Linked DNA regions of Mus musculus: all the other regions are linked to region 1. A link is a contact called in public ChIA-PET and HiChIP or PLAC-seq data. All regions are on one chromosome and are shown on one strand. The core of a region is the stretch at or near the end of the contact, and the rest is flanking DNA. Distances in the headings are between cores, read along the strand shown.

The links. ChIA-PET counts read pairs in DNA pulled down with a chosen protein or histone mark. HiChIP or PLAC-seq counts read pairs in DNA pulled down with a chosen protein or histone mark.
Region 2: an H3K27ac HiChIP or PLAC-seq map of microglia shows a contact between it and region 1, with 4 times the contacts expected there. The contact joins the promoter of Flvcr2 here to the promoter of Zc2hc1c in region 1. A contact is called at or near these places in 1 of 39 promoter capture datasets (pre-B cells), 3 of 115 datasets of contacts at active chromatin or transcription factors (astrocytes, memory CD8 T cells and microglia) and 1 of 9 other capture datasets (liver).
Region 3: a contact with region 1 is called in an RNA polymerase II ChIA-PET map of effector CD8 T cells, with 5 read pairs. The contact joins the enhancer-like site here to the promoter of Zc2hc1c in region 1. A contact is called at or near these places in 8 of 39 promoter capture datasets (the C10 cell line, embryonic stem cells, hippocampal neurons and 5 more), 3 of 484 Hi-C or Micro-C datasets (the G1E-ER4 cell line, bone marrow-derived macrophages and embryonic stem cells), 5 of 115 datasets of contacts at active chromatin or transcription factors (double positive thymocytes, effector CD8 T cells, embryonic stem cells and 1 more) and 3 of 9 other capture datasets (adipose tissue, embryonic stem cells and liver).

What each region holds. Positions count from the first base shown.
Region 1 is chr12:85,286,315-85,291,310 of GRCm38.p6, reverse strand. Zc2hc1c (zinc finger, C2HC-type containing 1C) reads right to left here and starts at 2,720. Exons shown (of 3, transcript NM_172414.4): 1 at 2,526-2,720; 2 at 430-1,759. The coding sequence starts at 1,740. It also overlaps a transcript of Acyp1 not described here.
Region 2 is chr12:85,743,628-85,748,623 of GRCm38.p6, reverse strand. Flvcr2 (feline leukemia virus subgroup C cellular receptor 2) reads right to left here and starts at 2,085. Exons shown (of 10, transcript NM_145447.2): 1 at 1,035-2,085. The coding sequence starts at 1,772.
Region 3 is chr12:85,658,297-85,663,292 of GRCm38.p6, reverse strand. It overlaps the pseudogene Gm33312. Among named protein-coding and RNA genes, the nearest start is that of Batf, 26 kb to the left of the region's middle. Within about 2 kb of position 2,207, at least 40 of the 459 cell types and tissues checked have an H3K27ac peak or open chromatin away from gene starts, as enhancers often do. A contact at or near this core is called in double positive thymocytes and effector CD8 T cells, where this site is marked.

The sequences.
Region 1 (4,996 bases), core at 1,471-3,970:
AAGTTAAGATTTATCTATTCATAAAGGTGTTAGGATAGTAACTAGCAAGAGCTATTGATTAGCAATTGACTGTAGATCTACTACCCATGGGTCTCTGAGGACATCACTGAAAGATAAGAATCTACTTAAACTGTCCAATGTGTGTGCAAGCATGTGCACGAGCGTGCAGACACGTATCCGTTTAGGGGAAGCCTAGGCCTTGGTTTTTGAATGAATGTAATGACATTCCCACGGACACAATAAGATTCTTACCCTCACAGAACTGTGAGGCTCCTACACAAAGCTCTGACTAGAGAGACTAGGCAAACAGAAATCCTGATTCTCCCCTCCGTCCTACACTACCCCAGTTCCCACAAGCAAACCAGTGAGGGCGTAGCAGGCCATTCCACGCACCCCTGCACAGAGTCAAATCTAGGAGGCTTTTATTACCTTGGCTGTGGCTGGTCCCCTCCAGTTCAAGTACTGCTCTAGTTCTGTGCCCTTCGCCCGGGCCCTGGAAGAGTCAAACACTTTTCTTTTGGACCCTTGCATCTTGCCACAGACGGTGGAGTGTCTCTGCAGCCTGAGGGAAAGAAACGATCGTCCACAGTGGCTGCACTTGGCCAGCTCTGGCTCTTCTGTGGAGGAGCTGGACCCAGAGGAGCCTGGTGTCCCGGACCGACTTGACTCCTGCAGTGTACTGCCCAGCTCCTCTGCCGGTTGAAAGAACGCGTCTGCTGAGGGTCCTGCGTCTTGATCTCGGATTTTACTGTTACTGGCCATCAGTCTTTCCCTTTTGAGCTTTTGGAGTTCATAATCAGAGAGCTGGCGTGGACTAGGGTTTTCCTGAGCCTGATCACAAGTTTGATCCTCTCCCCTGTTTCTACTGAATACCTCAGACCTGAACTCTGGGGACAAGCAGGGTTTGTGTGGGGTGTCATGGTCACCATCTCGAACCCTCCTTCTAGGTAGTACCATCCTTTGTAGCTCTCTGTCTTCCTGGAAAATGGCCTGTTTCTTTTCCTTCTGCATCCTTCGAAGACCCTCCTCTGTCTTCTTCAGCTTTTCTTGTAGGAGAATCTCCTTTCTGCGGATCTCCTTCTGTAAACTCTCCCCTGCAGCTTCGAGCCTTTGGATCTGGGTCCACTCGGTCCTATGGAGCTCCGCCACGACCTTCTCTGCCTGCACAGAGGCAAGAAGAGATGAATTCACCCAGCTCCTTAAACCAAAGCTGTTGTCTGAAAACTCACTTGAGTCAGGGAGTCTTGGGTAGCCATTCTGGTCCCCGTCTGCGCCCGCATCACTTGTACTATGTGACTTCCGGTGGACCATGGGTTTCAGTGGGTAAGCCCGATCCACTCCCACTCGTTTCCTCCTAAAGGGAATGAAGTCCTGGTCATTTGCTTTGGGATACCGGGGTGTCGGACTAGACAAGTAAAACAGACCCTTTCCTTGGCCCTGGGCATTGTTCCCTGAGCCTTGCTGCCTGATTCCTGCACTGTGGGGACAGGAGTGCCTCCGGGCTTTTGTGCAGACGTTCCTTTTGGGGCGGGTGGAGACCTCGTCCTCCTGCTCCATTTCTGTGTTGCTCCAAAGCTTCGACTGGAAACTATTCCTCAAATGTCCCATCGAGGGCCGCTGGGAAGAGTCACTTTGTTCGTAAGGGTCGTGCTTAGCTGAGTGGAGTCCAGGAGCTTCTGTTTTATTATGTGGGAACATAACGCCCACAGGCAGATGTGGAGCCAACTGGAGACCAGCCATTCAGTGCCTGGACCGAAGCCTAGGGGAGATTTAAAGCAGATACATGTGAAGAATTTGTCTGAGGTTCACTCCCGGCTGCTAGAGTAAACTGTTTGTCCATTTGCCCTACCCACATTCCCTTTAAACGTTTCTCGGGACTGTGGTGTTGGCTCTGCCAGGACATTCTTTCAATAAGCATTTAGGGAGTGATGGTTATGTGCCAGGCCAGACATTGCTAAGCCCCGAGGACCAAAGAATGGACGTGACACAGGTGTTCTGCCACTGACTTTCCTCCAGGCCTGTAGATGACCTGCTCTACACCATTTATGGAATGGGTGGGAAAAGCTTTAGATAGAAGGTCGTCCGTGACACAAAACAGGCAACCTGCTCTTACCAGCCCCGGGTTCTTGTAAATTGCAGAGGCCGCTCTGAGTCCAGTCCCACGGTTTTACGGGGTGAGAACAGTGGCCTGGCGACAGGGCCTGGCCCAAAGCACTCCCTGGACTTTCCCCTTGCTACAAACTACAAAGAGCACGAGCCACCCGGGCCTGAAGCAGGTGCCCGGCTGTCAAGCCCTCATGCAAAGATGCTCTATGGCTCAAACCGCACCAGGCTTGTAAAGAGAGTGTGTTGGGAGAGGGGGTGACAGACACCTGAGCGCCCCAGCCCGCTTTGGATCCGGAACTCCAGAGTCATGTTCTGTCCCAGAGGGTCAAACGGGAGTCCTTACTGGGACCCGGCCTCTAGGGATAAACTCTCACTCTCCAACCCCTCGGGAGGTCTCAGTATCTCCCCTTTCGGCGTACCTGAGGCGCTCGGGGGCCGCTCCAGCTCAGGGAAAATCCCCAAGACCTAGTTTTCCACACCTGACTAAACCCAACCGCCGTCCACGCAGGCGCTCTCTGTCCACCTCTGTTATCCCGTTGCCTGGAGACCAGAGCACCGCCTCTGGTTGAGAACTTTTAGCTCCAGATGTGCGCAGGCGCAGTCCACAAGCAATCCGAAAGCCGCCGGGGCAGATTGGGTTGGAGGGACGGAGGGAGGTGGTGGAGGGAGTGCGGGGAGGTGGGGAGGGAGGTGGGGAGGGAGGTGGGGAGGGGAGGAGGGAAGGGAGGTGGAGTACGGGTGCAGTCGGGTCACTTGTCGAGGTGCAGCCAACTCCGCAGCTCAGATCAGCGTTTCCCTTGGGGAGGGGTTGGAGAGGTTTTTCTGGGGCTACATCAAAGAAGAACTTGGATTTCTCCGAGAATGAAGCTCCCAGACCTTAGGGTGTGCCCTTGTCTGGAGAAGGGTGGAGCCCCTAGATGGGCTGCGGAATCATCCCGCCCCAGGATTCGGGAGTCTGTCCAGCTAGCGGGAGTGGGACTGCTGATCACCCTTCTGAGTGCGCTCGGCTACTGCGCTCAGGCCCCAGGTAGGGCTATGTAAGAGCTCCAGGCTACATGCTCCGGGCTGTCTTCCCTCGCAATGCTTTGGCGCTTGCTATTATATTAGCTTTACTATTATTTCACTACGTGTTATAGTCCCAGGGTAGTTTCTATGGCCAATCTAATCATTTTGCTATTATAACGTTTCACTCTCACGTGACCGTTACTACTTAGGGCCCAGGAATGACTCAGCCAAAAGTAACAATAATAAAGTTAACAACCAGATCAACAGTAATGAACATAACTTGATTTCAACATTAAATGGTCCTCTGTAACTTTTTGACAACAGAAGAGAGTTTATTTGTCTTCTTCGTGCTTCAGTTCATTTGGATAAGCTGTTTTGGAACAGATAGCTCCGTTTTTCTTGTAACTACACAGAAGATTCGAGCACGTGGGAAATAAAGTAGACAGCAGTCTCGTTAATACAACAGATCAGATGTCAGCTTTTATGCGCTACAAAAAAAAATTCCTTGGTGGACTCTCTAGGGCAGATTGTCAGTCATTCTTTTCATTCCCAGTTGGCTCTTCGGCCTTCTCCACATTGCAGAGGTTTCCCACGGACTAGGACCCTGCCTCAGTCAGCTTCTATGGGTTTTCCCATACATCTTTTCTAACTCGTTTCCATACTCTCCCCCTGAATCTCTAGTGTTCAAGTATACATAACTTCCTTGTGCAAGAAAAGTTCCCCTTCCCATCCCTGGGTCTGTCTCTCTCTGTGTTAGGATCCCACTGGAGTCTCTTCTGTTTTGTTTTGTTTGCTGTTTGTTTTGAGACAGGCTCCCTATTTAGTCTATGGTTAGCACTAGTTAGTCCTCCTGCCTACTTAATCCTCTTGTCTCAGATTCTCCCAGGCTGGGTATAGGCATATAGGCCTTTCCTCCCTCCCCCCCCCCCCCGCCCCCACGCACACGCACACAAGAAAGAGAGAGGAAGAGAGAGAGAGAGAGAGAGGAAGAGAGAAACTCCGAGGTCTATGTGAATATATGCCTTGTGTGTGCAGTGCCTGGGAAGGCCAGAAGATGGCAATGGAACCCCTAGACCTGAAGTCATGACAATTGAGAGCTACCTAACAGGACACCTCAAGTTCTTTTTCTTTCTCTCCTTCTCCGTCTCCTCTCCCTCCTCCCCCTCTCCCTCCCCCTCCTTTATTTTGCTTTGGTTGGCTTCTTTGTTTGTGTTTGTTTTGTGGTTGGTCTGGAGCTCTCTACATACTCCAGGCTAGCCTTGAACTCAAAGAAATTCTCTTGCCTCTGCCTTCAAAGAGCTGGAGTTAGAGATGTGCAGCATGTCCAACACACCTCAGCTGATTGCAAACTCTACACACTTACACAGCTTTTCCTTATCTTTCCTCTTTGTTCTGGCCCCTGTGGTCTGGCTCTCTCTCTCTCTCTCTCTCTCTCTCTCTCTCTCTCACTACGCAGCTAATAGAGTCCTTCTCGGGCAAGCTTCTATTTCTGGAGCCTGTTCACTCAGCAATATTGATCATCCACTCCCTCAAGACTCAGTTCTCACTACTCCTGTGTCCTCTTGGTTTCTTTTTCTCAGTCCTGTTCCATCTATTTAAGGTTTCTGGCATTTATATCTTCTGGCATTTATGCAATAAGTATATTGGAATATACTTAACTCCCTTACTGGCCTTCTAAGTTTAGATATTCCCCTGAGTGCTCCTATTTTTGATGTATATGCAGTTCTGCAGTTCTAAGTAATCTCTTCCTTATGATTTTTATTAGATCTGAAATTTGGGGGCTCACTCTTGTCTAAAATATGCCCTGCTTAGCAATAGTGTCTCTCCAACTATCCGCCTGGCACCTCCTCATGACAGTTCCTTAGGAGCCCTAGATTCAGTGTGA
Region 2 (4,996 bases), core at 836-3,335, 460 kb before region 1:
CGTGCGTCACCACCACCCAGCTTTTTTTTTTTTTTTAAACTTATGAAGAGAAAAAGAAATCTGCCTTTAGAGAAGTTTTAGGACGTTTCTGCCTAAGTCAGAGGTTACACACATTTTCTAAATTAAATGAACTGGTAAGACAAAATCGGCTCACCAGAGCTAAGGGTGACCAGTGATCTGTCAGCAGCAGCTTGGACAGCATGCAACTTGGAAGAAATGAATCTGGGGACCTAGGCTCCAATTAAAGAAGGGCCCATAAACATTTGCTTTGCCTCAAATACACAGAGAAAGCAATCAGATGCATAACACACCCAAGCTTCTAAGTGAGAACCATTCTAAGATCATAAGAACGTGGAATTGCTTGCCCCAGGAAGAGAAAAGGCAAAAGGAGAAAGACAGAAGATGCTTAGACCAGAAGCTTTCTTGGAAGTTCGCAGTGAGATTTCTACTCTCTCCTACTCGACTTGGCTCTAAATCCCAGAGAGTTTAGGGCAAAGCCTGGTTCCAGGTGTCCTGGTTTCAGCTCTGCGTAAAAGGTAAGAACAGCCCAGCCCACAGTTTCGTGCACAGAGGATCTTGAGTTCTAGCAAATCTGGCTGGTCCAGCTAAAACCACCAAGGACACCTAAACAGCCACCTGGCAGTCAAAGATTGCTACCAGAGAAAAGACCAGCATTCCTAAAATTGGTGGAACTGGTGTACTGATAAAGGCTGGGGAGAAACACCATCAAAAAACGATCATATTTTAATTAGTATGCTTCCTACAGGCTAGGAAAAACTGTGGATGAAAGAAAAAGTCCTTTGTTTGTGACCCCCGCCCCATTAATCTTCAATGTCACTGACAGTCACAATCACCCAACTACACTGTCAGTCCACACCCAACCACAAAGCCACCCAAGAGTCATAAAGTCTGTGAACCAGAAAACTACAGCTTCTCTCATCGTCAGGTACCCTCTAACATACTCAGCCCCATCATGGTGAGATGCTCTCTCTCTTTGGAACAGCCGTCCACACACACACCCGCCCTCTACTCACCTGATTGCCAAACACAGCCACGGAGCAGGCTGTTGAAACCTCATCAGCTCCAAACCAGACCGAAGCAATGCGTGAGGGCATGCCCAGAATGAAGACCTGTGCCACAGAGCAGATGACCTGACCCACCATTGTGACCGGGAAGAGGTGAGGCTCTAGGCTGCCCAGCTTTACCCAGGCTCCCAGGCAATTGAGAGCTGAGCCGGTGATAGCGATGGTTCGAAGACCAAATTTCTCCAGCATCCAGGCCACGGGCAGGAGCAGAGGGATGTAGGTCAGCATGTAGCACATGGACAGCCAATCAATGGCAAAGGCACTGACACCGTAGAAGTTCATGAAGATGTTATTGATGGAGCCGTACTGAATCCACTGGAAGGCATTGCACAAGGAGTAGCAACTGAACACCAGGACCACGACCCAACGACGCTTGCTCACCTTGATCACGCTGTCTTCTCTAACCAAGCTACTATGATGGGTCAAACCGCTGGGTTGAGCCAAGGTACTGGGGAGTGCTGAACTGCTGGGACGGACAGAGACGCTGGGGTCGATGGAGACACTAGGATGGATGGAGACACTGGGGTGGCCTGAGACGCTGGGGTGGCCTGAGACGCTGGGGTGGCCTGAGACGCTGGGATGGATGGAGCCGCTGGGCTGGGTGGAGTAGCTGGTGTCCATCTGGAATTCCGACTCTGGCGCAGGTCTGTCATTGCTCTCCTCCTGGTTGAGACTTTCATTCACCATGACCACAACGAGCTCCTGAATCCCAGGCACGTACTGACTCCTACAGTCTTATGGGTCAGCAGCCTTTTGCCTGTCCCCCTAGAGCTGAGGCAACACTTCTCCGGGAGCGCACCTCTGTTAGCGGAGAAATCGAGATCTCAGGTTCCTACGATCACTCCCTAGCAAACTGTTGTCCCCCAAGTTGGCCGCAGACGCCTTGCCACGCGTTCCAGGCTGTCCAGATGAAGCGTTGACCGTCCTGGAAAAAGTTTGACTCCTGAACAGCGAACTGTGGCAGGGCGAGCTCGGTTTGCTCCCGGGCAGGCTGGGGCCTCGCCCCCTCGGGCGCACGTGACCGCCCCGCCCCCCGGCCTGCCCGGCTCCCCACGCCCCTCAACCCCTCCCACCCAGGATCCCCTGCCTCCTTGAGCGGGGCTCGCAAGGCGCCGCTCTTGTTTCGCCATAGGTTGGGGTGTACATTCCTCTCCGACGTCCCCGGTGTCATGGAAACCGCCCGGTTAGCCCCCACCCCTACACTTTCCCTAAATTCACTTGTCCCCCCCACTCCCAGAGGTCTTCGTTGGTAAATGAGGACTTCGCCTCACGCCCTTCCGAGGTCAGAGTCTTCTCGGGGCCAGCGGGCGTGCACCGAGGCTCGGAGTCCCTAAACTGCTCAGGGGGATCCGAGAGAGATCCCTACCTTCCTCTCTTTTGCTGGGCTCTCCAGGTGACAGTTCAGTGTGCCTGGTGAAAGGAATGCTTGCTTTTCTCAGAGACCTCCCAGCCGACAAAGACTTATTTTGGTGAACTCGTATATGAACTTGTTTAGTGTCTGACGGGTCCCTGAGGTCTCCCACTAGGGAACCCCGCGAGCCAAGCATAGCCTGGAGGGAAAGTTGTGGAACCAAGTCTCTGCGCAGGCTCTGGGAGTGAGGCAACGAAGTGACTCATACAGCCTCGTAGCCCTCCGCTGCCACCTACCGATCCCCTGAGCGTCACCTCTTAGCCTGGAAGCAAGGCTTTCAGAGAAGGAATGCTGGCTTGCGCTGGTCCCTACAACTCCATGGGTTCACAGTGATAAAGAACCCAAAATTTAGGTTGGATTCCGGTTTAGCGACTTAGGCGTGTAACAATAGGTCACTGAACACCACTTCTGAGCTCCCGTTTCTTTTGCAAAATGTAGATGGTGAAATAATGGCCCTTAGAAAAATCCAGCCAGGCGTGGTGGCACACACCTTTAATCCCAGCACTCGGGAGGCAGAGGCAGGTGGATTTCTGAGTTCGAGGCCAGCCTGGTCTACAGAGTGAGTTCCAGGACAGCCAGGGCTATACAGAGAAACCCTGTCTCGAAAAAAAAAAAAAAAAAAAAAAGAAAAATCCCTGGCTGATAATTCGTTCAACAAATGTTTCCTATCCTGCCAAAAGGCTAGCATTTGTTGCCACGGGGTAAATGTGCTTCATGGGTGAGCATGCCGGGCATTCTATAATGTAGTTACTATTGCTTGCCCTGGGTGTGTGTGTCTGTATGTGTGCATGTGTATGGTGTATGTGCAGGCACTCAAGGCTTTGAAAACATCGAGCTGTAAGCTCTCGGCCTTCTTGCCTCGTGCTATAGACAAGAAAACAAGCCTTTTAGAACTCAGTTAACTAAGGTCCCAGCTGGCCTGAAAAGTCATACTTCCCATCATTCAAGCTACCACACAGTTACATAAGAGCAGTCTGAGCTGCAGCCTGGGTGGCTCCTGGAAACCTGGTGGTGTTTTTGTTTTGCCTTTTTTGTCTGTTTTGGCTTGGTCTTTTTGAGACAGGGTTGCTCAGGGTAACCTTGAATTCCACACCCTCTCAATCCTAAATGGTGAGTTTACAGGTGTATATCACCATGCCCGCCCCCCTGCCAAGCTTGTTTCAAGGGAAGATTCCCAGATCCCCAGGTTCAGCCCAGAACTCCTGAATTAGAACATTTGAACAGAATCTCCAGGTGATTCATGTGTGTTCACACGTTGAATCTTGAGGGACACTGCTTCCTTGTCCTCCCCGACCCCCCCCCCCTTTTAAAGCTCTGCAGTGGTGTTTACAACTTGAGTCTGCACATTAGAATCAAGAATAGGTGATGGCGAAGAGAGATGGTTCAGGGTTTAAGGGGGCTTGCTGCTTTCTCAGAGGAGTTGAGTTCAGTTCCCGCACTCACACTGAGTGGCTCACAACCATCTGTAGCATGAGGGAATCTTCCAGCCTCAGGCACCTGCTGACCTGTGAGCACATGCACGGATGTAAATGTAAATAACAACAACATGCTGACCTGTGAGCACATGCACGGATGTAAATGTAAATAACAACAACAATAATAATCTTTAAAAAAAATAGAATCTATCTGAGTGGATGGTGGTGTGGGGCATTCATTGGACAAGGTGGCTCAGACACAGGCTTAAGCTATAGAAAGTCTATATTAGCGATGTTTGGGATTCCAGTGTAGCACCAAGACTTGCTCAGGAAGAAAGCCGCTTTTTTTTTTTTTTAAGATTTATTTATTTATTATGTGTGAGTACACTGTAGCTGTCTTCAGACACTCCAGAAGAGGGTGTCAGATCTCGTAACGGATGGTTGTGAGCCACCATGTGGTTGCTGGGATTTGAACTCTGGACCTTTGGAAGAGCAGTCGGGTGCTCTTACCCACTGAGCCATCTCACCAGCCCCCTGAAAGCCGCTTTTTGAGTCGCCACATCTTAATTAGTAAGAACAGTTAGCCAGAAGCACTGCTACAGAAGCCAAAAAGCAAGGCTAGCATGTGTCGAGATTGTCCCAGAGCTATGGACTAGGTCTTTGTTTTCATGTTGGCAGATGGCGCTGTCTATGCTCTGAGTGTAATAGCCTTAGTGATACTTCCGTCATGGAGTTGGGTGTGCTAAGGTCTGTGGACCTGTCTCAGGTGGGAGTCCACTCACATCCTAGATGTCCATTGCATCTAAGGATAGCTGGGAGCCATCTAAGGCCCCTGTCCTAGCACATGTGCCCCACGTGTGCCCCAGGGAGAGACTCACTACTGGTTCCCAGCAGAGAAGACCAGTTCTGCTAACTCTCCTGGGTCAGTAGGAACCTTTTCAGGGAGCACACATTTTCTGGTAGAAATTACAGAGGCTTTCATTCTATTATGGGGTATTTGTAGAGAGAGCGCATACCCACTGAAGAGTTTCTGTGAGTGTCTATAACTTATTTTTCAGACTTCCATAATTAGGGTCAGAACAAAT
Region 3 (4,996 bases), core at 958-3,457, 370 kb before region 1:
ATGAGCTGGGATCTTTTGGAGATTAACAAGATCGACACTTCCACCGGATCTTGAAAAGGGTCACACCCGAGTACCTCACTGAATATAAATGGCCCTCAAACTCGGAAAAGCAAGCCAGTTCTAAGAAACCGGGTTCCTGGGAAACAAAATAGAAATAGAAATAGAAGAAATAGGCAGTTTGAGACAGTAGGCGTGCTGCGGCCCCAGATAGCCACTGGAGGGCAGCAAAGATATTGGTTAGAGGAGGCAAGGCTTTCCCCAGCTCAGAAGGGAATCTTAGCGGGTCTCCAATCTGGCTCAAGAAGCATCCTCTGGACCAAGGATTTAGAGTGGTCCTTAGTGTCGTTGTCAATTACAGAAAGTTGTTTGGGTTTTTGTTTTGTTTTGTTTTTGTTTTGCTTTTATTTATTTACTCTCCATTAGTTTAAATCCGGGATGGGTACAGCATCACACGGATTCTGTGTCCAATGGCCTTTGCAGGAAGGTTGCTTCGGAATTCGACACGAACCATACCACCGTTTCCGTGGGCCCGAGTTACTTTTCCCAGATCACTCTGGGTTTGTTTGGTTTGCCTCCAGGGGTCACTGTATTGTTTTTTGTTTGTTTGTTTGTTTTTTTGGGTTTTTTTTTGTTTTTTGTTTTTTTTGTTTTGTTTTGTTTTGTTTTGTTTTTGCTTTGCTTTGCTTTGCTTTGCTTTATACACATAAGCACATCTCTTGCCTAAGTAGAACTCCGTTTCATCTCGGGCATAAACACCTTCAATTTTAAGAAGAGCTGTGTGCTCTCTTTGGTTCCGGAGACCTGGCTTGTAGCCAGCAAAAATGGCCTTGCACCACAGCCTTCCAGACACACTTGCTTTTAGAAGTCCTGTTCCCAGCAGGCCTCCATAGGCGCCAAAATGGCGGAAAGAGACAGAAAGTTTTGTAATAAGAAATAAGTGAATCAGCTGGGCGTTGGTGACGCACGCCTTTGATCCCAGCACTTTGAAGGCAGAGGCAGGCAGATTTCTGAGTTCAAGGCCAGCCTGGTCTACAAAGTGAGTTCCAGAACAGCCAGGGCTATACAGAGAAACCCTGTCTCAAAAAAACAAAAAAACAAATAAACAAACAAAAAATCAAAGTAGGTGAAGAGAGTATACCCATAGCTCAATCATTGGGGAATTGGAAGCCAGCCTAGACTACTAAACAAGGTGCAGTCTGAAAACAATGTGGAAAAAAAAGGAAGGAAGAAAGGAAGAATGGAAGGGGGCTGGTGAGATGGTTCAGCGGGTAAGAGCAGACTGCTCTTCTGAAGGCCCTGAGTTCAAATCCCAGCAACCACATGGTAGCTCACAACCACCCGTAATGAGATATGACTCCCTCTTCTGGCATGGCTGAAGACAGCTACAGTGTACTTATGTATAATATTAAATAAATCTTTGGGCCAGAGCGAGCAGGGCTGACCAGAGTGAGCAAAGGTCCTAAAATTCAATTCCCAACAAGGTTCACAACCATCTGTATATCTACAGTGTACTCTTTACAAAATAAAAGAAAGAAATGAGCCGGGTGTGGTGGCGCATGCCTTTAATCCCAGCACTAGGGAGGCAGAGGCAGGTGGATTTCTGAGTTTGAGGCCAGCCTGGTCTACAAAGTGAGTTCCAGGACAGCTAGGGCTACACAGAGAAACCCTGTCTCGAAAAACAAAACAAAACAAAACAATTAAACTATTATAATTCTATCATCTAGGGAGACATAAATTTAGATACACACATAACTCGAATTTTTATTTTATAAAACTGACATCAGTCACAATATGCAAATTAGTGATCTGCTTATAAAAACACAACACATGCATCCCCATGTATGTATATGTTTTGTGCCTCTGATGGGTGTGCATAAAACAGTCACCCCAGCGTGTTTTACTTGCTCGCCTTGGACCCCTCAAGGCCAGTGCTTACTGTATCCAGGAGCGCAGAAACGGGAGCAAGGAGGTGTGCGCAGTCAGGAACAGTGTTCTCTCGGGCTGTTGGTGCCTCTGGTGGGTCTGTTTCCTGGGGTCTGTACAGAAGGGAGCTGGGAAGCTTTCTATCTGAAAATACTCCACGGTGTGTGCAGGTGTTTGGAGTTCCGTTGAGTTTCATCAAAATGAGTCACTGAAGGTGTGAACGGGCGGCCAGGTTGAAGGAGTTACCACTTCCTGGTCCCATCCGGAGACACCCTGCACCTCAAACAGAAGCAAGCGCCTTTCACATGGGCTACCAGGCAGAGGCAAACTGAGCCTTTCGCTCTCCAAACCACTTCTTTGCTTACCTCCCCCCCCAACCCCCCAAGCAAAGGCTAAGTTCCTCTAGTCAGCGGCTCGCTGTTGGGTGAGCTTCAAGCCAAAAACCCACTGAAAGTTCAGCCACGCCTGAAGGGAACCTTGAATGACAAGCGAGCCGGTACCAGGTGAAGAGGCCCCACCACCTGCATCCAGGAGCCAGGCTGCCTTATTCACACGGAGAGGGGGGGGGTGTGTGCCATGGCCCCAACAGAATTTATTGTCACATGATTCAGAAGGAGGCCTGTCTGGATTTCAGGCCCTTACATCCTGACTTTCTGTTCTCTGGTAGCAGGGCACCAGACCTTAGCATGACTGACTCCATGATGGAAATGCCATTCAGGCTGTAAAACTCATTGTGAACACACCATCACCTGCCAAAACTAAAACAAAGGCCTAACCCATCAAAGTCCACGGCTCTGGGAAAGTCTCAGAATGTAACTAACCTTACTTTTTAGTTTCTGTAGTTCCACTTCTGGCGAACTGCTCTTGTTAGCTGAAGTATGTCAACCCAAAACATGGGGTTTGTGCTTTAAAAGCCCATCCCAAGAAAGGCTCAGGGCTACACTGGGATCCCGAAAACCCAGTGTTGTCACTGGCTGGCTAATAAAGACTTTCTTTCTTTCTTTTTTCTTTTTCTTTTTTTTTCCCCAGAAACAATGGTGACTTAATCGCTAGGCACAACAACTAGAATCCTAATCTTGTAAGCCATATTCAATCTAAATCTTCTGGTGGCAAATCCGGGTGGATTTACCATATAAATTGGGGGATACTAGTAGCTACATCTTGCCTCTCGATATCCCTGTCCAAAAAGCCTAATAAAGACTTTCTATTGACTTAAATTTGTGTTGGAGCAGTCCTCTCTGGTGACTACCTGACAATGACATGAACTGGTCTAAATGGAGTCAAAGTAAAGATACAGAGAAGTTAATTAGGAAATATCAACTATGCAGTTCAGTGGGAGCAAGAGGAAGGAAGCCAAGAAAGATGATAGCCTTTAGGGCCACAGATGGGAAGATCACCAGGAACTACCACAGTCCCATGACACATAATATATTGTTTTGTTTTGTGGCATGGTCCTATGAAACCCAAGCTGTCTTGGAACTCACAATGTAGCTGAGGATATCCTTAAATTCCTTCAGTGAACAGAGCTAGGAAAAGGCAGAGGCAGGCGGATTTCTGAGTTCGAGGCCAGCCTGGTCTACAAAGTGAGTTCCAGGACAGCCAGGGCTATACAGAGAAACCCTGCCTCGAAAAAACAAAACAAAACAAAACAAAAAAACAACCCTGTGTTTTACAAAAGTGCTGGAACCACAGGCATGCTCCACCATGTCCAATTTATGCAATGCTGGCAAACCAAACCCACAGCTTCATGCAAGATGCCCTCTACCACGTGAACTATTGCCCCAGTCTGTGATGCAATGACATCAGCAGCTTTGCCTTGAATAAAGAGTTAAGGAACAAAGAACATTGAAGGAAGTGCTTTGTAAGCTAGAACACATGTCACTATCTTCTCTTTGGGGGCTTATCATTGTCTCCATGGCAACTGGGCAAGCTTCCCGGTCTGCCTCTCCACCCTATCCATGCCCAAAGGATAACTGCATGGCTTGTCATCTCTGCCCTCTTAGATGGCTTGCAATCACATAAAGATGGAGATCCCCAACCTACAACCTAGCCAAGTTAGGGTGATGGGGTGCAGGTGGGGGAGACAAGGCAGAGGGGAAGAGGCAGCCAAGGGACCCCAGACAGCAGCAGAGGAGTGATCCTCAAAGTCAGGCTCCCCCAGGTGGCTGGCAGCAGGCAGGAGCCCAAGCTGTCACAACTGTTGTACGCAGTCACCCTTCCTTCCCCGACAACCTGACTTCATTCAACCTTTCCTGCTCAAGTAGCCAGACAGTGGGCAGAAGTTCAGGACCCCGGCCTTGACTGAACTCCTTCTCTGTCCCTGACAGGCTCAGCATCTTGGGCCAGGAAGATGACCTCTCTCGACCTTTGATGTACACGTATCATCAGGTTGCACACGATGCTACATGCCTATAATCTCAGCAGTCAGAAGGCTGAGGCAGGAGGATCTCTGGAAGGGTGAGGCCAGGCTAGGCTGTAGTGCAACGGAGTCCCTGTTCCAAAAACCAAAATAAGTAAAGGAATAAACAATTATCTGTGAACTCCCTTGGTGACTGAAGAAAGCCAAGAAGTATACGTGCTCAGTGCATCTGAGTGAGACTCTTCTAAAATGTTACTAAAATGAAGTCGTACACTGACGCACCCTCAATTTGTTTTCTGCCTCTACTACTGGCCTGAAATCTCCTGGGAGGGCTGAATACCCTGCTCTGTGTTTATTTTCCTGTGACAAGCCACGAACTAAGTAGCCATGAGGCCATGGGGGGGGGGGGGGAAACCAAACGGACCTTTCACGGGGATTGCCTAAGACCATCAGAAAACACAGAGATCTCCATGACCGTTCGTAACAGTAGCAAAATTACAGGTATGAAGTAGCAGCAAAAGTAATTTTATGGCTGAGGTCACCACAACACAAAGAACTGTATGGAAGGCTCACAGCATTAGGAAGGCTGAGAGCCACGGCTTTAGGCCCTAAGGAAGTAATACATGAGGCCTTTGATACTTTTAGGGGCATGTGGAAATGTTGTGATTTCTTTCTCTGTATGATGCATGTGTGCGTGTGTGTGTGTGTGTGTGT